Regions from separate parts of the Hordeum vulgare genome. Here region 1 is linked to region 2. A link is a contact called in public Hi-C data. All regions are on one chromosome and are shown on one strand. Each heading gives the region's core, a stretch centred on a gene start, on an enhancer-like site or on the middle of the called end of the contact. The rest is flanking DNA. Distances are from core to core; before and after follow the strand shown. Region 1 holds the start of LOC123412115. Region 2 holds the start of LOC123412833 (3'-N-debenzoyl-2'-deoxytaxol N-benzoyltransferase-like).

What was found. Hi-C and Micro-C count contacts between places; a contact is called where the count stands out from the background.
Region 1: a contact with region 2 is called in a Hi-C map of leaf, with 3 times the contacts expected there. The contact joins the promoter of LOC123412115 here to the promoter of LOC123412833 in region 2. A contact is called at or near these places in 2 of 6 Hi-C or Micro-C datasets (leaf and seedling).

What each region holds. Positions count from the first base shown.
Region 1 is chr7H:40,536,970-40,539,827 of MorexV3_pseudomolecules_assembly, forward strand. It overlaps LOC123412115, which reads left to right and starts at 1,594. Exons shown (of 1, transcript XM_045105059.1): 1 at 1,594-2,236. The coding sequence starts at 1,701. The coding sequence ends at 1,994.
Region 2 is chr7H:40,350,703-40,353,849 of MorexV3_pseudomolecules_assembly, forward strand. It overlaps LOC123412833 (3'-N-debenzoyl-2'-deoxytaxol N-benzoyltransferase-like), which reads right to left and starts at 1,487. Exons shown (of 2, transcript XM_045105779.1): 1 at 1-1,487. The coding sequence starts at 1,253.

The DNA.
Region 1 (2,858 bases), core at 344-2,843, 190 kb after region 2:
ACCTTCGTGCGTGCACGGCCATGGCCGTAGTGCATGTCGTGGGGGGTGGGTCTCCTCGGGTGAGCTAGTTTAACAAGGACTCCATTGGAGCCAAGCCACACCTAGAACTAGAAGAGCTCCTTCCATTGGCCATACCTAGAACTCCCATCCATTGCCCCGTCCTACTTATACAATTCACGGGCCGGTGCAAAGTGACACGGACCGCCCTATAGCTAGCTAGCTAGCTCATGACCTGGGCACTGGGGTGGTCTTGGACTCTTGGTCATGCATGCATGGATCTGTCGGTACGCATAGTATAGCTAGCTAGGGACGTCCTAGGGTGGTTACTCGCCTTTACGAGTTGGACGAATGGGAAACTCTTTGCCTGCCAAGCGCAATGGCTCTGCCGATCCCAGACTCCAATTTGGTAAGGTCGATCGATGGAGTTACAAATGGGTGTGTGCGTGGACGCAACCTCTTTGACATATCATCAATTGTGTGTGTGCGCGCCTACGTAGGTCGTGGTGTGAACAAAGTTTCGTGCGGTGGCAAGAGGCGGCGAGAGATATGCATGTGTATCCGGGCGAAGATTACGGCGGCTGCTGATTCGACCGCGGTGATCTGGCCCAAGACACCCGTTCCCACGGATTTTGATTGCCGCTCTCTTGTCGTTCCAATGGCGTGACGAAACCTGTCGATAACGATGGTTGGTCCAACAAACAATGTCAAACATGCACGGATGTCTTTCGCCTATTTTGAGGTTTGCATGGGTATCTATGATGCCAGATTTCTTCTGCCTGAAAATCTGATATGGAGGGGCCGAAGAAAAGAAAGGCATCTTTTCTCGTCCAACTTGCCTTATTTGTATTTGCAACATGGCGTATATATGATCGACCACACGGGGCCATGCATGAGCATAAAGTTGCCTCGTTTTTCTTTTTCTGAACACAATATAGATGGAGACGCTCATACGCTCATCCCTATAAATACATACACATATTTTATTTTTATGAGCATCTCATCAAACTGAGACGGCTTATTATTCTGAAATTGATAAAGTCATCATAGACGTTTTCGTAGTCGACAGAAACATCTTCTCCGACATAACGCACATCGTCGAAAGGTTGAAATAAATACAGAAAAATGCGAGTACCAGTGCCAAGTCTAGGACTTGAATTATGATGGACTGAGATACTGCTATCTACCTAACCATCCAATCATACTTCGGTCTGCAGTTGCCCCGTTTTCGTTCGTTGTGTGAGGGTCCGCACAGATAATATCTATAACGATAATGCGAGGTTTCTCCTTGCTGAAAATCCAACCGGGAGGGGCCATACAAAAGAAAGGCCCCTTTTCCGCGCCCAAGTTGTCAATTTGTATTTGCAACATGGCGCATATATGTACGACGATGATTCGTTGGGTGAGTGAGGTCATTGCCCTCGTCGCTGGTTCGTCGCTGTCATGGCGAGTGCGACACACCGGCGATCTCCACCCATGGCGCCAACGCCCGGTATATTTTGAATAACGGCAAATTAACCGCCTGCCCGGCCGGCCTCGGACGCTCCCCTATAAATCACCTCGGCGTCGTGCAGCTACGTACCCAACTCAGCACCACCACCTGCACAGTCTAGAGCGAGGTATAGCAAGGCAGCAAGCTGCAGAGCATAGCATTCGCCGGCGAATATAATCTAGCTAGCTAGCTAGACCGATCGATACCTCTCATGGCGTCCAGCTCGAGCGCGTTGAGGATGCCGGTGGTGACGTGCGCCGTGGTGCTCCTGCTGCTGCTGTCCGCCGTCTCACGCTGCGAGGCCGACCTCCTGCAGGTGGCGGTGGCCGGCCGGAGAATGCTGGCCGGCGGGAGCAATGCCCCCGCCGTCTTCTCGGGGCAGCTGGCAGGGACGGCTGTGTCGAGCAGCGCGCGGCGGTCAGCAGCTGGGAGGGCGGCGGCGGCGATGCCCTACTCTGAGTCGAAGAGGTCCAGCCCCGGCGGCCCGGACCCTCAGCACCATTAATTAAGCTCGCGCTGACGTGCAAGCTCTTGTCAAGGAGCGTGCGTCCGTTAAGGAGGGTGTACGCATGCGCATGGGTGGTAGGTTACTCAAACATGAGTTTTGTACTTCGTGTCTCTCTCAAGCACGCAAGGAAAATAAAATGGTGTACTTGATCTTTCCCGTTTCCCGACTCACTGGTCGATGGAGATACAACGGGAGTGGATTATGATTATCTATATATACAATGCATTCGTCTTTTTTTTTTTTTTGCGCATGAAACACTTGTACTGTATTACTCAACTCATAAGGTTCATACAATCAATCACAGCTAGCTCCAGAACAACTGGAGGCCACGAACGTTTCCAAGTGATGGTTGTGCCTTCCAAACAAGCAAACTTAGCTAAACTATTACTCCCTTCGTTCCTAAATATAATTTTTTTCTAAAGATTTCATTAGTAGACTATATACAAATGTATATAGACATATTTTAGAGTGTAGATTCACTCATTTTGTTCCGTATGTAGACCTTTAATAAATCTCTTAAAAGACTTATATTTAGAAACAGAGGGAGTACTAATCTTGTCATCTTGATTGCGATTTACATGAGTAATACAAGAATCAAGAAAAAACATAAGATATCTAATTATCTTAACGGGCAAGGAGTAGATCGATCTACCCACCTCCTTAGACTGAGCAACTTAACTGCAACAACAGAATCCATCTCAATTTTGATTGGCAGGTCACTCCATTAGTGGAAAACAGATCTTTCGTCTTTAGCATTAATTAGTTTCGGTTGTGTTTTGAACCGGGACTAATGTGATCATTAGTCCCGGTTTCAACGGCTAGGAGCGGCCGGGGGCACGGCTAAGATTAGTCCCGGTTCAT
Region 2 (3,147 bases), core at 237-2,736:
AAGCACGGCTGCGTGCTCCCGAGCAGCCGCCACGATAGCGGGAGCACGGCGTCGGGCCCGCCCCACCCGAAGTCCACCTCCGAGTGCCCCAGCCTCCGCCAGTCCGTGAACGCGCTCACGCCGCGCCGCCCCGCCGTGATGCCGCCCTCCCCGCGCCGCAGCTCCTGGAGGTCGACGTAGGACCGCACGTACTCCTCGTCCACCTCCCGCTTGCTCTTCCTGACCAGTGACGCCGTCTCCGCCAGCGGCCGCCCGGCGAGGTCGCTCGCGGCCAGCGCCACGTACACCGGCACGCACACGTTGCCCCAGTACCCCTCCGGCAGCGGCGGGTCGAGGAGACCGCTGATGTTCATGGAGTACACCATCTTCACCGTCTCGTCGGGGGCAGTTTGGTTGGCCTTCACCTTGGCGCGCCAGATGAAGGCGGCGAGAACCTCGAAGGTCGTGAACTTGACGCCGGCGTCGGCGGCGAGCCGCGCCCTCAGCGCCTCCACGCGCGCGTCGCTGACGTGGAAGCACTCCCTCGCCAGCCGCTCGTGCCCTTCTCCGTCGCTCGCCGCGCCGTACGGGCCAAGCCGCGGGATGTCGTCGTCGGTCGCGAGCACGGCGTCGAACGGCGTCACCACCCGCGGCGGGTTCCTGGGGCCCAGGAGCTCCCGCCTGTCCCACACCGGCTCCGCCGCGGCCTCCGGCTCCAGACCCCGCGCGAACCGCGCGGCGGCGACGAGGAACTTGGTGGACCCCGCGCCGTCGCAGAGCGCGTGCGCCACCCGCATCCCCAGCGCGACGCCGCCGCACGTGAACCGAGTGACCTGGAGCGCAAGCGCTGCCGGCCCGCCGTCGCTGTCGCCGGGCGCGAGGCGGCCGAGCAGCGGCGAGTCCGGCTTGTCCGCGTCGACGTCGGCCACCGTCAGCTCCGTCGCCGCGAGGACGAGGGCCACGGCGTCCTCGCCGGCCCCGGAGAACACGACGCTGCCGTCTTCCCGGACGACGGAGCCGGCGAGCTGCGGGAAGAGGCCGAGCGCGTGGGCGAACGCGGCCTGGAGGGCGTCGAGCGGGTCGAGGGAGACCGGGTGGGCAGGGAAGAAGCGGACGGTGCGGAAGGAGACGTCGAGCACGTTGCGGTCGGCGTCGAGGCCGGAGAGCGGCAGGGACGACGCCGGAGGCCGCCGCGCCGGGGAGAGCCTGACGGTGTCCAGGACGCGCAGGTGCAGCTGCGGCGGGGGCGGGGGCGGAGGCGCCGGCGGCTCCATGCGGCCGGCCGGGAGGGGAGCCCGCGCTGTCGCGGCGGCCGGCGGTGGGAGGGAAGGACGGAGAGGGCTCGCTCGCGCTTTAAAACCTGGGGACGTTTGTGTGGGTCGGAGTAGGTGGCGGTCGTGGCACGGCAGACAGCACTGGCCCGTCACGGCGGACCGATGGCGACGCGGTTGGTGGAACAAATTGGATGAGATGTTTCCAGGACGACGAATGGCGACGTGGGAGCGCCAGGCGCCAGTAGTGCGGTGGCGCCGACACCATTTCAACTTGTCAGTCCGGCGGGCTCTGCATGCAATGCAAGCAATACTGTCCGTTTGCTACATGGTTTTCAGAAACTTCACGGGAAATAGCTGTATCCCTACAGGATTCAAAACACACGTTTGAATAAATCCAAACAGTCGTACGTTTGCATCACTACAAGTCGGCAAATATACAAGTCGGCAACCAGATGCGCCGATGCCGATTGGTCCAACCAGATGCCAGACCAAGGCTGCCGAATTGATCTTCGGACCAGCATTTCGGAAAAAGTCCAAAACAAACCTATGCATCCGCCGATCGATCTTTTTAAAAGATCGGCCGGGTCGCTTTCGACTAGAGGTGTAGTCATCAAATAGCTGACGGGCATATTAACTTATACAACATAGATTATGTTGCAGAATTTTCTGTAACAAAGATCTTGTTGCGGAAATATTTTGTAGACTTTCTTTGCAACAGAGATTGTTATAGAATATTTTTTGCAACAAAAGATCATGTTTTGGAAACACCTGTATAATGTTTTGCAACAGAGTTTGTTATAGAATATTTTCTGTAATAAAGATTGTGTTGCGGAAATACTTTTATAATTTTTTCTGCAATCGGATTTGTTATAGAATATTTTTTACAACGCACATTGTGTTGCACAAACATCTGTAATTATTTTGCAATAAAGTTTGTTATAGATTATGTTCTGCAACAAAGACCGTGTTGCGAAAACAGTTGTATAATTTTTTCTGTAAGAAAGTTTGTTATATAATATTTTCTACAACACAGATCATGTTATGAAAACACTAGTATATTTTTGTTTGCAATGGAGTTTGTTGTAGAGGATTTTCTTTAGCAAAGATCGTGTTACAGAAAGACCTGTTGGACACCATGGTTGGGTCGAGAAAGAAAATGGGTGTGTTGCGTGTCCATCGGCCGATCCTTTTAAAAGATCGGCCGTGTCGCGAGTTGACCAATTTGGCGCCTCGAATGGCCAAGTAGCGCTTCATTATTTCAAAACAACTCTTCTTGCAGTTTTTTTCAACAGATATCTTGTTGCAAAAATGTTTGTGAGTGAGGTCATGTTGCATTTTTTACAATAAATGTCATGTTGCAGAAATTTTTAAGTTTTTCTTAACACAAGCCTGGTTGCAGTTTTTTCTTTTTTACAACAAATGTCTTGTTGCAAAAACTTACCGCAGCGGAGTGCTCAACCGATCCAATGCATGTAAACCCTGTGGGACACGTGCCTAGCACGGAAGGTCATGGATGCAAGGTAATGATCAGCCGGCTGAGGAAAATCATTTCCCTTAAATTATAGAAGAAAACTAAACTAAACTTCAAACTTGTAATCCCGGAAATTATGGCAAGGATTGTAGACTGTCATTGGCTGACATTAGGATGAATCAGGCCGGTCCATTTTAAGTCAGTCGCTAGCGCTGTTTTTATTTTCACTTTTTATTTTGTTTGTTTTACATTTTGGTAATGATATTATCTTATGTTTTCATAGTGACAGTAAACATTTTTAAAAGCTGCATGAACCCACTTGTCTTCTATTAGGAAGAGCAACAAAAACAGTTGAAGCAACAATGAGCTTGAAAGTGCTCGAACTCGGCACCTCACTTCCCATAGTGCCCGCACCTTCCGAAT